5 separate regions of the Mus musculus genome follow, and regions 1, 2, 3 and 5 are each linked to region 4. A link is a contact called in public Hi-C, HiChIP or PLAC-seq, Micro-C and promoter capture Hi-C data. All regions are on one chromosome and are shown on one strand. Each heading gives the region's core, a stretch centred on a gene start, on an enhancer-like site or on the middle of the called end of the contact. The rest is flanking DNA. Distances are from core to core; before and after follow the strand shown. Region 1 holds the start of Il21r (interleukin 21 receptor). Region 2 holds the start of Aldoa (aldolase A, fructose-bisphosphate). Region 3 holds the start of Zfp771 (zinc finger protein 771). Region 4 holds the start of Sbk1 (SH3-binding kinase 1). Region 5 holds the start of Gtf3c1 (general transcription factor III C 1).

What was found. Promoter capture Hi-C pulls out the DNA fragments that hold promoters and counts their contacts. A called contact is a pair of places that touch in the nucleus more often than the background predicts. HiChIP or PLAC-seq counts read pairs in DNA pulled down with a chosen protein or histone mark.
Region 1: a contact with region 4 is called in a promoter capture Hi-C map of pre-B cells. The contact joins the promoter of Il21r here to the promoter of Sbk1 in region 4.
Region 2: a Hi-C map of cortical neurons shows a contact between it and region 4, with 2.9 times the contacts expected there. The contact joins the promoter of Aldoa here to the promoter of Sbk1 in region 4. A contact is called at or near these places in 1 of 39 promoter capture datasets (cranial neural crest), 1 of 484 Hi-C or Micro-C datasets (cortical neurons) and 3 of 115 datasets of contacts at active chromatin or transcription factors (bone marrow-derived macrophages, large pre-B cells and pancreatic cancer cells).
Region 3: a Micro-C map of embryonic stem cells shows a contact between it and region 4, with 3 times the contacts expected there. The contact joins the promoter of Zfp771 here to the promoter of Sbk1 in region 4. A contact is called at or near these places in 1 of 39 promoter capture datasets (pre-B cells) and 1 of 484 Hi-C or Micro-C datasets (embryonic stem cells).
Region 5: an H3K27ac HiChIP or PLAC-seq map of extraembryonic endoderm stem cells shows a contact between it and region 4, with 5 times the contacts expected there. The contact joins the promoter of Gtf3c1 here to the promoter of Sbk1 in region 4. A contact is called at or near these places in 4 of 39 promoter capture datasets (the HPC-7 cell line, HPC-7-derived erythroid cells, cranial neural crest and 1 more), 6 of 115 datasets of contacts at active chromatin or transcription factors (astrocytes, craniofacial prominence, embryonic forebrain and 3 more) and 1 of 9 other capture datasets (macrophages).

What each region holds. Positions count from the first base shown.
Region 1 is chr7:125,602,102-125,604,848 of GRCm38.p6, reverse strand. It overlaps Il21r (interleukin 21 receptor), which reads right to left and starts at 1,420. Exons shown (of 9, transcript NM_021887.2): 1 at 997-1,420.
Region 2 is chr7:126,797,969-126,800,831 of GRCm38.p6, reverse strand. Aldoa (aldolase A, fructose-bisphosphate) reads left to right here and starts at 1,578. Exons shown (of 9, transcript NM_007438.4): 1 at 1,578-1,787.
Region 3 is chr7:127,243,078-127,245,852 of GRCm38.p6, reverse strand. It overlaps Zfp771 (zinc finger protein 771), which reads right to left and starts at 1,327. Exons shown (of 3, transcript NM_177362.4): 1 at 1,245-1,327; 2 at 719-868. The coding sequence starts at 859.
Region 4 is chr7:126,271,113-126,273,882 of GRCm38.p6, reverse strand. It overlaps Sbk1 (SH3-binding kinase 1), which reads right to left and starts at 1,387. Exons shown (of 4, transcript NM_145587.3): 1 at 784-1,387.
Region 5 is chr7:125,706,169-125,709,031 of GRCm38.p6, reverse strand. It overlaps Gtf3c1 (general transcription factor III C 1), which reads left to right and starts at 1,344. Exons shown (of 37, transcript NM_207239.1): 1 at 1,344-1,575. The coding sequence starts at 1,355. D430042O09Rik (RIKEN cDNA D430042O09 gene) reads right to left here and starts at 1,162. Exons shown (of 28, transcript NM_001081022.2): 1 at 1,084-1,162. The coding sequence starts at 1,090.

The DNA of each region.
Region 1 (2,747 bases), core at 171-2,670, 670 kb after region 4:
AGTGGTTAGCCCTTCTCCTCCATGGGGCAGGGTACCTGGGTGTAGGAGCCCCTGAAGTCAATCTTGACATTCTGATGTCCTGGAGTTCTCATAAACAGCCTCACAAAGATAGAGCCACCTTGATCCCCATTTTACAGATGGAGAAAGTGAGGACCCAGGAGGCTCAAAGAAGCAGAGAGGCTTGCCCTGGTTCGCTGCTAGACTCGGAAATGCTACCATGTGCTCTAACTGCCTCAGAGAGCACAGACATTCTCTTAGGAACTACTCGTGACCCTCTAATGCATCTATGACCTGCTCTGGTCCTCTTGACACGTCCTAAGCACAGACATTATTTCCTATGCTATTAACCCATGTGCCGCCTTCTCCTATTCTGTTCTCTAGACTAGACTTCCAACAACCTCCGGGCTCCCCTCTCTTCTCATGGAAGAGGTGTTACCTCTTATCATCTGACCCAGGCCCTGGATTTGGGTGGTGACACCTGGTTGGACTGCCCACCTTGCCATATCATGACAAGACCCATAAGGAATGTCACTCTTCCCCTGTGGAGTCAGATTTCCTTCTCTGTGAAGTAGGCACCCCACCTGCCTGGAAGGATAGATGGAGTTAAAGTAATAAACTATACTGGCCGGTAGTACCTGATTTCCTCCCTACAAAACGGCCCCCTGGAAGCTTCCCAATGCCCCTGGCTACTGCCTATCACTGCCTGGCAGACTGTCTACCATCCAGAGTCTCTCTTTTTTTTTCTCCTCACCACTTCTTGCAGGCAGTTTTGCATAGGCAAGGGATTATGCTAGCCATGCTCCTGCCTCCATAACCCTCCAACATTCAGCAAGGGCATTCCTAGTCATTTTTAGTCAGTTGAACAAGGAACTCCAGCCCTGACTCTGCCCACACTAACTGCGTAGTGTTCTTTGCCTGTGTCCCACCACAGTGTTATGCAAAAGACAGAAAAAAGGCCCCCAGACTCAGGGAGAACAAGAACTAGAGTCTACTTACCTACTCCTTCAGGGTCTTTCTCAGAAAGCCATTCTTTAGGCTGGGGCACTTGGGTGGTCTCCTGGGCGTGGGAGTCACAGCGGGACTCGGAGTGGTGGTGGTGGGAGGTGAAGGTTTGAGGTGGGCAGGAGTTCAGTCAGGTGCAAGTCCAGAATCAGGGGAGTCACTGCTGAGATAGTCCTGAGGCTGAGGACCAGCCGGGCATCTGGGCAGAGCCTACACAGAGGAAGACAGTAGGGCTGGGGCAGCCAGACAGAGACAGGGCACGCCTGGGGCACGGGCTGAGGCCAGTTGGCTGCCCCAGGGATGGGCAGACTTGCGGTCAGACAAGCAAGTGACCGTGAGGCACACCACAGGAGAAGTGGGCAGACAGCTGTGTGCGACTGAAACACAGGGCCACCAGCGGAGGCTTCGGTGTCTATCTGAGGCCAGGCAAGGGGTGGGGAGGGGATGTGGTAAACAGTGCCCCGCCCAACCCAGCCAGATCCTCCAGAAGGGGCAAGAAAAACTAAGATGCCTGCAAGCAGGCACCCACGGCTCCCCAAAGGTCACCCTTAACACGATATTTGGGGTCTGACATCTTGCAGACAGATGACATCATCCCAAAGGCCTCACAGTCGTGTCCCAAGAGGCAGGCAGTGAAGTGGGACTTGCCACTTCTTGAAGATGTAGAAACCGAGACAGAGATGTGACAGTAGCACATCCCACCTGAAGCCCTTGGTATTTACCCTGAGCCCCTCAGCACAGATGGGACAGACTGAAGGTGGACGCCTACCTCATGACTGCTCTTTTACAGGTGTCTAACTGGTCCATTTTGTCTGTCCCTTGCCTGCCCCAGGGTCCTGATTCAGAATGACCCAGACACTCAGACTTTCTGCCTTAAGCACTGCTCATGACCATCCATTCCCCAGTCCCCAGCCTCAGCATTGTGGGAAGGAGGACATGCGCTGCTACCCTGGAGGAGAGAACCCTGCTGCTCCTGAGAGCCTTGCTGTGCCCCTTGTCCAGCCAGGAGGGCAAGGCAGCCACACACAGATAGAAATCCAAACAAATAGAGAAAATAAACTCTTTCTTTCTTTCTTTCTTTCTTTCTTTCTTTCTTTCTTTCTTTCTTTCTTTCTGTCTGTCTGTCTGTCTGTCTGTCTTTCTTTCTTTCTTTCTTTTTTTCTTTCTCTCTCTCTCTTTCTTTCTTTCTTTCCTCCCTTCTTTCTCTCTCTTCCTTCCTTTCTCCTCCCTCCCTCCCTTCCTTCCTTCCTTCCTTCCTTCCTTCCTTCCTTCCTTCCTTCCTTCCTTCCTCATAAAAAGGGCTTTATTATTGAAAGTTCAAATTAATTCTAAACAGTGAGGTTTCCATTCATTTTCTGACCATGCTGAGGCTATCACCATTCCTGTCAAACCATGGGTGACCTCCTGCCTCTGCCTCTTCCCTCGACAGTCCAAGGGTGGTCCCCATAGTTTAGGGCAGCTTTTAGAATCCCTTAAAATCTGCCTCCGAGACTCATCTCTTCAGAACTCACAAGCAGGTTCATAAGATCATGTCTATCCTGTGCAAACCGACACTCTAGCCGTCACTCAGACCTCATGCCTGCACCCGTGAGGCCAATGTTTAGTCAACCTTTGAGGCGAAACAACTTGTTGAAGACTCCATTGATGAGCAGTGAACTAGTCCAATCCCGTGCTCTGCCCAGGACCACTCTTGAGACAGTGCGTAGGTTCTCCTGCAGCTGTAGCATTTACCTTCTCAAGGTACT
Region 2 (2,863 bases), core at 329-2,828, 530 kb before region 4:
CCCCCTCTATGATCCTCAGGACATCATTACTGGAGCTACTGCACTGGAGCTATGGATGGCAGGCCCAGCCTAATTACCTGGGAACCTTGAGTTCTCTGAAAGGCAGGATTCTGAGAGCCCTTGGACCGCTGAAAAGGGCCTGATGCTCTGGCCAGTGCCCCTGCCTTTCTTCCTCTCCCTTCCCTGATAAACTATTGTATGTGAGGGTGAGGATGCAGGACATTGCTCACCCAGGCAACAGTGTGGGAGGTTTCTGCCAACCTGGACTATCAGGATAAAGGGATGGCCAGCCACACCCTGCCTTTAGACTCCTGGTTATTTTAAGAGGTGAGTATCCTGCCTGCATCTGCTCTCCTTTGGAAAAAAAAAAAAAGTACAACCACCAGCAGGCACCAGAGTCAAGGGAGGAGGGAACCAGAGGAGGCAGTGGGAGGCAATATCTAGATGTTTTCCCTTCTTGTTCTGCCTTACAGATCCTGGACCTGAGACTGATTTCTTGACTAATTTCACTGTATTTCCAAGGAAGAGGTTCCTCTAAAGACCGGTGAGTGAGCAGTGGCACCTCCTCCTCTCAAGGCAAACCAAAGCTGCCTCTTCTTCACCCCCCACGCAGGGATGAATGTCAGGAGCCTCAGGTTTCCCTAAATATAGGTCCCGGCCGCGGGATTCGTGGTGGGGAAAGGGCAGGGGTTACCGAGAAGGTCTGGGACACTGGTGCGGGGGTGTGTAGGGGAGGGGTGGGGAGTAGGAGCTGCCTTAAAACCCAGCCCTGGACTGCCGGGCTCACTCTCTGCTGACCGGGCTCTGCGGCTTCTGTCACTGCGCCACAGGTGGGCCGCTATCCGGATTGCAGGATGGGAATGGGGGTTGCGGATTGGGACCTGAGGAAACTGAGTGCTCTGAGAGTTACAGGGTGACAAGAGAGCTCCGAGACGGATTTTTTTATTTTGGAGAAGGAAATCAGGTTCGGGAAAGACCTGTCTGGCTTGGGCCAGTCCTTGTCGGTCATTTCCTCAAACTGGGTGTGTTTAGCTCGCGGGTGGTGCCTCCCGCCAATCTGCTAGGCAACGCCAGGCCTGGATACGCCACTCAGTTCCGATGTGGCCGGCACACTAGTTCTGGGAGGTTTTGCCTGCGTACCATGTCAGCTGCGCCGTGCTCTGGCCAGGGAGAGATGGAACGCGCCCTGCATTTTAGTCAAGCGACGAAGCAGGCAGGCAGGGAGGCTCCGAAGCTCTGCGTTCTTAGCAGTGACGTCAGGCTGCAACTACACAGCCGGAAGCCAGGGGTCTTGGAGGAGAGGCCAGCCACCATCTCACTCTGACCCCCTCCCTACTCTTCGCCAACCCACATTCCGGCTGAGTCACGATGTTCGCGCGCGCGCCAGGCAGGGGTTGGGGGGGGGGGTGTTGGGGGGGGGGGCCTGGTGACCTGCGGGATGTGGCTCGAGTCACGTCCTAGCGGGGCGGAGGAGGGATCGTGTTCTAGCCGCTTGTCTCCTCCCCAGTGCCGCCTCCTATCGGAGCATCTTGGGGCGGTGCTGCGCACAGTGCCCACCTTCAATTGGACGGTTCCCGTCCCTGCAAGGGAAAAAACCTGCAGAGGGCGGAGCGGCGCCTTTAAATGTCCGGGGCCCCGCCTCCCGTCCCCCCCAACCCAGCTGAATAGGCTGCGTTCTCTTGGAACGCGCAGCAGAACGAGGTTCTGGTGACCCTAGCCGCGTTCGCTCCTTAGTCCTTTCGCCTACCCACCGGCGTACCAGGCAGACCCACCCCGTCCTGTGCCAGGTGAGCGCCATTTGACACGTGCTCGGGGAAGGGTCTATGGGGTTAGGATCTTGGGCCGGTGGCGGGCAGTGCAGAGCCGTCTTCCCCACGGCCCCTCACTTCTCCTTTTTCTACCCCCACGCTTGCCCCCAGCCCGGGTTCTCCGGCCTGCGCCCTGGCGGTTCGCTGCGCCACGCAGCAACTCAGCGCGCTGAGTCATGCCGGGGGAGGAAGCAAGATGAGGTGGAAAAACAGACCCCTCTTTATTTTTGCAAAAACTCTCCGCTATGCAAAGCATCAGGGTCCCATTTCCTATTCAAGAGATCTCAAGAAGCGATGGGGAGACGGGGGCGATCGGCTCTTACACCGTCTCAGGATTTACGCGATGGGGTGGAGGAAATTGGTTTCCTTTCGGGGGAGCCCCAGGAGAGAAGGCTAAACTCCTCAGCTGCAGTACTCTGTTGCCCATTAACACTTTACTATCTTTCCTTATCTGTGACCTTGATTCTGAGTCTGGAACCGCTGTAGCGTAGAAGTGCACGTGCCTCGTACATCCTTTCCCTCCCCTTCTAACAGTATGGAGGCAAAGGTTTCGTTCTACCTGGGCTCCATAGCCCCTTTTCTGTGCTTCTGATGGCCCTGTGTTTTTCCTAATAATTAATCCTTTTCCTCGAGCTCCTCCCCCGCAACCATCACGAAGAGAGAAGCCTGACCTTGGGGTGTCCTTGAAGCCTGGGCCGGCCCTGGGTGGATTAGAAGGGGCCCCCCCACCTCAGTCGGGAAATCTTGGTTCTCTCTTAACTCTCGCCTTTGGGTTGCTATGTGGCTTTGAGCACAGATCATTTCTTTCTTGGGCTCTTTCAGATGAGGGTATTAGGCTCTCTGCCCTATTCGTGATCCTTAAATTCTAAAATATTCCCGGTTCAATTTTGTTTCTAGGCAAGGTGACCCATGGCAACGCGCAGGCCAGATGGGTCCAGCTTCAACATGACCCGCCTGTCCCTGGCTCTGGCTTTTTCCTTTCCCCCAGTTGCCAGTGAGCAACCCCACTCTGAGCTGGGCAACACCCAGCAACAGACAGAGTTAGGAAAGGTACA
Region 3 (2,775 bases), core at 78-2,577, 970 kb before region 4:
ACTGAGAAAGGGACAGCCCAGGGTCCCTGGCAGCTCTGGGAAGTAAAATAATTGGTGAATAGTTAGGGTCTCAAATGGCAGACTCTAACTCATTCTGATGTCCTAAAAACCTCCAGGAGAAAACCCAGATCCCCAGCATGCTCTGCCAACCAACCTGCCTGGAGCTGTGCTGGAGTATGAGGGAACTACTGTCCCATAGCTCCCTACAGACAGAGCCACTCTTCCAGTCTGGGGTAGTCACTTAGGTCGGTTGCCAACTGTCTTAGACTCAGTTCCTCACCTAGAAAATGGAGTCAGTACTAGCAACAAACCAGACTGGAGGTGCTTAGAATAGCATCTGGCACACCATAAACTATGCGAGAGGTAGCTGTTGTTACTGCGGCCTGGCCTCATCTTCCCTCACCTCTGGCCTTTGCTAACTCCTATATCTGGACTCAGGATACAGGATTGTGAGTTTACAGACATCAGGCTGCGTGGAGACTGAAGCCACTCAGCACGGTGCCTCAAGCAGCACCCAGCATGGCATCTGGCTCTCACAGTGGGCCAAACGTCTATCCAATGGGGCGTGGGGGGCAGTGAGCACAAGGATGGGCCAATTCTGAGTTTCTAGATCTGAGATCCAGGAAAAGGCGGGGGCAGGATTTTTGACTTCTGTCTGAGGGACGTTGAACCTGGCACAGGTTCGAGGGTGGGGGTGGGATCGGGACGGAACACGTACCTCCTTGTTGTCCACAGGGATCTTGAGTTTCACCACCTCATACTTCTCCTCACCCTCCTCCTCCTCACCCTTCACCAGCAGCACCATCTCCTCCTGCATCTCTTCCTCCTCCTCCTCCTCTGCCTGCTGTTCGCCAGGCATCTTGGTGTCCTGAGGCGGGGCGCTGGATCAGAGGCTCAGGACCCGCCCCCCACCCCCACCCCCACCCCCACTGTGGCCCCGGCCCAGACAAGGCGGTGCAGCCGTGGCTTCCCCCGCCCTGCCCAGGCTCCGAGTCCAGTCCTTTCCCATCCACCCTAACCCAACCCCACGCTCCGACACTGCCCAGGGCCCAGCTCAGAAGACACCCGTTCACCCCACTCATCCCGACATTCAGGGCCCTGAACAGTTCGAATCTCCAGCTCCCGCGAGTTGCCACCCTCCTCGCGCTGAGTCACTCCCCAGAGCCTGGGTCGGCGACCTGAGCGCTAAGGGATGAGCCGGAGGCCCGCTGGAGCTGAGGCCCCGGGGTGGAGTGCGCACTCACCAGCCCGAGGTTCGGTGCTCGTGCGGCCCCGGGCCTGGGCGAGGGGCGGTTGGGTGCTCTGCGAAGGCCGCGGCTCCGGAGGCGGGGGCGGGGCGGGGCCCCAGGGGCGGACATTCATTGGTTCGCCCGTCTGGCCCCGCCCCTAGGGGAGAGGCTGGAGGCCTGAGCTTCTGTCCCTAACCGCCCCGGGAGGGGTAGCCGGGACTCAGAGGTGTCCGCGGCCCGGAAACTCCTAACCAACAGACCATGCCTAGCCCGGCCTTCAAGGCCCTGCAGCCGAGTTCCAACCACCCTCAGCCGGGCTCCGCCGCTGCTGGATCTTGACGCCCCACCGAGATTGCTGTGCCCGCGTAGGCCACGTGCGCTCCCGGGGGTCTGGGCCTCTCGCTGGCGCCCCGCCTGGAGAGCGGGCCCTGTTGCCTCCTCTCTTCTTTCCCCTCCTTTTTCCTTCTTCGTTCTTTCTCGCGTCGCCTTCCCATCCCCTGATCTGCCAGACAGCTTACTGTTTGCCCGCATGCGGCCCAGATCCACCACCGCCCAATCTGTCGCTTTCATCTACCGAGTGTTGTTTCTGACTTGTCAGAGGCTCACTATGTAAACCTGGTTAGTTTAGAACCAGTGGCAAGCCCCCGACCCTCACCCCGAATCTGGAGAGTATAAGGCAGGAGTTGTCGTGCCTGGCTTGGGTACCTGTTCTTGAAAGTTTGCTGTTTTACACACTGGGTCACATTTGCTCAGCACAGAGGATTGCGATCTCACTTTACACGTGCACTTAAAGATAGTTCAGAGAGGACTGATTTACCTAAATTATACAGTAAAGAAGCATTTCTCACTACTGGTAGTGTGGGAAGAAATAGCCCAAGGTCAAATCCACTCTACAATACTACATACAGTACCATCTTGCCTATCTCTCTAGATATTTTTAACTGGGCATGGTGCCACTTAGCCCTGGGGAGGCAGAAGCAGGTGGACTTCTGTAAGTTGAAGGCCAGGCAGACCTGCATAGTGAAACTTTTTTTTTCTAATAAAAATAATAAAGGAGCCAGAGAGATGACTCAATGGTTAAGAGCACTGACTGCTCTTCCACAGGTTCAATTCCCAGCAACCACATGGTGACTCACAACCATCTGTAATGGGATCAGATGCCCTCTTCTGGTGTGTCTGAGAGAGCTACAGAGTACTCATACACATAAAATAAATACAATCTTTGTGGTTGTTGTTTTGGTTTTTTGTTTTGGTTTTTTTTTTTTTGGGGGGGGGGTTCGAGACAGGGTTTCTCTGGATAGCCCTGGCTGTCCTGGATCTCACTCTGTAGTCCAGGCTGGCTTGAACTCAGAAATTCACTTGCCTCTGCCTCCCAAGTGCTGGGATTAAAGGTGTGCGCCACCATGCCCAGCAAATACAATCTTTATTTTTTTTTTTTTTTTTTTTTTTTTGGTTTTTCGAGACAGGGTTTCTCTGTATAGCCCTGGCTGTCCTGGAGCTCACTTTGTAGACCAGGCTGGCCTCGAACTCAGAAATCCGCCTGCCT
Region 4 (2,770 bases), core at 138-2,637:
GTGTCCCAGTCCCGGACTTGGCCCTAGGTGTTCCCCGGGTCAGAAAAAGGGAAAACACTCAGGTTTGCTGTCCTTGGGACTTAGAGGGGCAGAAAGGTGCTCTGACCCGAAATGGTTTCTTCATTCAGGGTACCTCCCTCCCCCAAACTAGCTGTTCACTGAGAGGGCTTGTCCTCTCCCTGTTCTGCAGGGAGCACAAAGAGGGACTGGATAAAGAGCCCCACTGAGACCTGAGCTGGGGTCTCAGAGTCAGAAAATAAGAGACTCATCCTCTCAAACACGCCCCTTCCCTGCCCTCTCAGACAAAGGCACACACCCAAAGCCCCAGCTGTCACCCAGAGCTGCAGAATGCAGGCACCTCTCACCTTTGGGCGCCCCAAATTTTCTCTTTCCTGTGGGGAGGGTGGGTGTCACTTAAGAACTCAGCTTGGTCTTTGGGAGATGATAGTTACGTGTCTTTATTCTTCAAAGGACCTAAGGTCTAAGGCTCCAGGCTATTCCGGGGAGACTCTCCACCTTCTAACCCCTCTCCAGGGCGTCGCAACTCCTCTCTCCCGGGGTCCGAAGCTGTGCCCAAATCTCAGGGTTGGGGTGGAAGGTGGGGGAAGGGAGAGGAGGAGGGGGCGGCTCCTCCAAGCGAGACACAAAGAGACGTCCTTCAGCCTCGGCTCCATGGCGACGCTGAGGAGGGGGAGCGCGCACTCTGGACTTCCTTCCCCACCTGCAGGACTCTAGGGACCTCGGTACCACTCACCTGCCGCCCCTCACCTGGGTCCCACTTACCTGGGCTGGGGCCGCGGGGACGCCGCGGCAGGGGGCCTGGGCGCCGTGTCGATCTTCGTCTGCCCGGCCCGAGAGGGGCTCAGGGCACCACTACCACCATGAGCCGGGACGCTGAAGGCGTCGCAAGGGGCTTGGTCGCCCGGGTCCCGAGGCTTTGGGGTGCCCGCGGCTTCTCGTTAGCAAGAGGATCTTGCTGTCCTAGGTTTGGGGTCCCTGTGTGCCGGAGTAGCGGATTAGGGAGGCTAGCGCCCCAAGCCTGGGTCTCTCTGTGTCTTGAGGTGTGCGGTTGTAGCAAGCAGATCTTGGGGGGCCCGGGTTGGATCGGTCGCTGCGTCCCAGCAGCCGCGTGCGAGGATGGAGGTCACCGCTCAGCCGCTGGGGGGTTCGGGCGCCGCCGCTGCGAGCAGCCCGGCCCTGCGGGCTCCTGCCCCGGCCTGGCGCGGGCTGAGGCTGCGGCTCCGGCTGAGGCTCCCGCTCCGCCCGGCACTCGGGCTCCAGCGCCGGTGCCCGCCCGGGCTGCGCTCCATCGCGGCCTCGCGGCTCCGCCTCCCGCCGGCGCGTACCTGCCCGCCCGCCGCTCCGCCCTCCGCCTCGCGCGCCGCCGCACGCGCCTTTGTCCGCCGCGCCGGGTGCGCGCTCCGCGCACGCGCACTCCCGCCGCGCCCTCCCGCCAGGCGCCACGGGCCTGGACCTCCCCACCGCCGCGGGAGCCGCACGATGCCCCGCCCGCTTTCCGGCCACGCGGGGTCCTAAGGCCCGCCGGTCATTGGCATAAGCTTCTTTTTCTAGGTCAGAGCCCAGGAGGGGGCCAGAACGAGGTTAGAGAGGGCTCGGGGGAGTCACAGAGGGTCACCTGGTCCAGCTGCTTGGTCCCCGAGGGGCTAGACTGTCCCAGACTATTCCAGCCTGTGCTTGTGGGGCGGAGCCTGGATCTGTTTCAAAGAAGAAAAATAAATCCGAGCTCTCCTATTCAGAATGCACTCGCTCATTCAACTACCGGTCCATCTGTTCACCCGCCTGTCTGCCCATTCATCCTTCCACCTATCCATTCGATTTCCAGGGGACCTCATAAGACTACTAGGCTACTCAGAGACCTGGGGTCTGTGGGGCCGTGCAGGGTTCAGGCAGAACTTTCGAGCTCTGCTGTAGGGAGACCGCGAAGTAAGTTTAAGGAAAAGCTGGGATTAAAGGTGTATAGCAGAACGGAAGAAGGGGGTGGGGGGTTCCTGGCTGAAGCAGCAGCTGTGCAAAGCCACCCGGGTGTGAAGAGCTTTGTTCATTAACCGGAAATTGTAGCCTGGATGCAGGTGGGGCGATCGAGCAGAGATGGCGACAGAGTGGGAACAACGAACGCATCCTTCCAGAGGCCCAGTCTCCCATGCAGCATACTATTTTATTCATAGAAAAAGCCCCCGACGCACCCAAAATCTCTCCTCCTTTTAATCTCTGATCAGATTGTTTTCTCAAATTAGCATCCTCTTCCAACCACTCCAGCTGCTGGTAGAACTTTTAGAGCTGGTTATTGCAAACTCAGGTAGCCTTAGGTGGAGCTGGGAAGACGGCTTATTAAGTAAAGTGCTTGCCAGGCAAGCATGAGGGACTTGAGTTCCTCCAGTGCCATGACACCTGTAGTTCCAGCCCTGGGAAGGCAGAAACAGGTGGATCCCAGGGACCAGCCTGATCTGATCCGTGAGTTCCAGTGAAAGACCCAGTCTCTGAATAAATAAATAAGTACGGGAGGGGAGAAGGGGAACCAAGCGAGATGCTGCTAAAGACCAGGGTTCAGGCCCCCAGGACTCAGCTATGGCTGGGCAGGTGTAGCAGCCTAGAATCCCAGCATTTAGGAGGCAGACAGGATCCCCAGAGCAAGCTGACTAGCAAGACTAGCCGAATGAGTCAGCTCTAGGTTCAAGTGAGAAACCATGCCTCAATTTGTAAAATAGAGAACAAGAGAATCAACCTCCGTCTGCACATGCACACACATGCA
Region 5 (2,863 bases), core at 95-2,594, 560 kb after region 4:
TTTTAAGAACCACTGTTCGACAGCAGGACAGGGCAAACTGATAAAACGCATTTTTTTATAGTGCCTCGAGGACAAAGGACAAAGGCACCCTTTAAGCAGATGTAACACATTCGATGGTAACATGTCTTTCCATGCTACATCCACTGGCTTTCACAGCAATGCAGAAGGAAGGGGCAGTAATGAACTGTGAAGCAGCACAGACCCTTCCAGTCTCCTCAGACATCAGTGTTCCCATCTGAAAAGCTGGATATCAGAACAGCTATTCCCAGGGAGCGCCTGAGTGTCCACAGTGATTCTAACCAGGCTGCCTTTAGCCTTACGACTGACTAACTAACTGGCTATCATAGTTTGAGACTTGCTCCTAAAAACAATCTGCTTCTGTACAGATTGGCAACTGGTTTATCAGTCACAGCCCACCAAACTTGCTCCCGTAGACATGTGCACTGGCAAGCTCTGGAATGGAAGGCTTCTAAAATATTTTTTTTTTTCAGATTTTAAACTCCCATCGTCCAGGAGTCTTACTCATGCTGTCTCTTGATTAGCTATTTGACTTTGGCCAGGCAAAGTGGCCTGCCTTGTCTGAGCCTCAGCTCCCTCGCCTGTAAAATAAGTGACTATCCCAAAGGACTGCTGTGAAACGTTTGCACTTGTCAGTAGCTACAGAAACCCTGGCACCGAACAGTACTCAGTTCACGTGAGTTATCAACAATACCGAAGCACATAAAACTCTTCCCAGCCCTTTCCCTCCACTCCTGATGCCAGGAGCTGACAAACGTACTCCCAAGGGACACGCTTACCGCCAACCAACTTCGACATTCCCATCGCCCATCCCAGGACCCCCGCAATCCTCCTCACGCCTCCCCCGCGCCAATCTCTTCCCCGTCCCCCCTCCCTAAGTCTGAGAGAGGGACTCCTACAAAACCACTCCCAGCCGTGGTCCCCATCCCGCACCGCCAGAACCTTCCCCTCAGGCTGGACACCATCCTGGGCCGGGGTCCCTGTGGCTAGGCGTTCCTCCCTGAGACACCTCCGAGGGATGAGGGACGGCCGCCCAACCTCCCGGCGGGGCCCACGGACACTAACCGTCCATCCCTAGAGGCGGCGGTTCCGGCCTCCCGAACCGGAAGCGGCCCTGACAGTGTTTGCAGTTCCCCTGGTTACTACGGGGTTCCGGACCAATGGAGGAGGAACTCTGATCATTGAGCCCGCCCTCGGGTAGCGTGACGTCACGGCGGAGCGCTGGGACTCCCCATCAGTCCTCCCTAGGCCTCGGATCGCTGTACGCAGGCGCATTGGGCCCTGGCCTCGGCGGCGAGGTGCGCAGGCGCCCCGGGCGCTGCTAACTGAAGCGGCCATGGACGCGCTCGAGTCGTTGTTGGACGAGGTGGCCCTGGAGGGGCTCGACGGCCTGTGCCTGCCCGCGCTGTGGAGCCGCCTGGAATCCCGCTCGCCTGCCTTCCCATTGCCTCTGGAACCCTACACGCAGGAGTTTTTGTGGCGGGCTTTAGCCACGCACCCGGGCATCAGTTTCTACGAGGAGCCGCGAGAGAGACCTGACCTGCAGCTCCAAGACCGGTCAGCCACCAGGGGTGGGGCGAGGGCTGAGAGCCTGGAGCGGGGCAGGATGGTGCGATGCAGAACGGGGACCGTGGGACGTGGGGGATGGGCGCGGGAGGCGAGCAAACCTGAGCTCTGCGCCCTAGCAGGCCGGAGTAGATGAGCTGGGGGATGGGGTATCCGCTGTGACGGAACTGTTTCCCAGTGTGTTAAAGGAGCGAGTCTAAAGAGTTCCTTTAAGTTGGGTGATAGGACGGGAGTAGGAAAGTGGTTAAAAAGTGGGACTAGGTGAGGTCCTTCAGGGACCTTTAGGGAGCGTTCGTTCCGAAAGCTAAGGCAGCTCACTGGAGGTCTGCATAGCCCCGAATAGCAGTGAAAGAGTAGCCGAGGTGGACTGGGCGCTTCCCATAGGTGGGTTCCAAGACCCAGTTCTGGAAGCGACAGAACTCAGTTCCGCGACACTGAGCGAGACACTATTGTCTTTTCATTTTACAGAGGAGGAAACTGACGCCGAGAGGTTAAGGGATTAACCTTAGGTTAAGTACAGGATTCAGGGATTGCTAAATGCACTTTTCCCTTCTCCTATCTGTCCTTCTCCAGGAGCAGAATCCAGCTCCTTGCATGCTCTGCCCTTAGCCTCAGCCCACCCCTTACTCCCCTGTACAAGTTTTTGTTAAGAAAGGGCTGACGAGCTGGTCTTGGTGTTACACGCCTTTAATCCCAGCACTTGCGAGGCAGAGGCAGGCGGATTTCTGAGTTCGAGGCCAAGGCTACACAGAGAAACCCTGTCTCGAAAAACCAAAAAAAAAAAAGAAAAGAGAAAAAAAGAAAAAAAAAAGAAGAAAGAGCTGACAATACAGTTCAGTGTGATTTCATATCATACCCGCTTGCCTCTGCACTCTAGCACTTGGGTTACAGGCATGCCCTACCATGCCCTGCAAGTTGGAACTCTTAAGCTATATTATGAAGGTCAGAGGAGGTTCTAGAGGTAATAATGAACCAGATAAGTTTAGATTTAGGCGGCCACTTGGCAGAGTGCTCTGAACAAGCAACACCAAGTAGAATAGCTTAACGGGAGAGAAGTGAACTGCGTGCGCCTGAAGAGTACGCTTGGAAGCAGGGAGCGTGGAAAGTTTTACAACACCCTGAAGAGGAGGCTCAGGGGGTGAAGTGGGCATCCACTAGGATTCCAGGAAATTTAGGTCCAGGATCTACTCTGCCCTTGACTAAACTGTCTGAGAAAGAACCTGTGATCATCTAGTCCACTTGATGAAGCTGTCCTTTACTATAAAGACAGAGGGAAGTC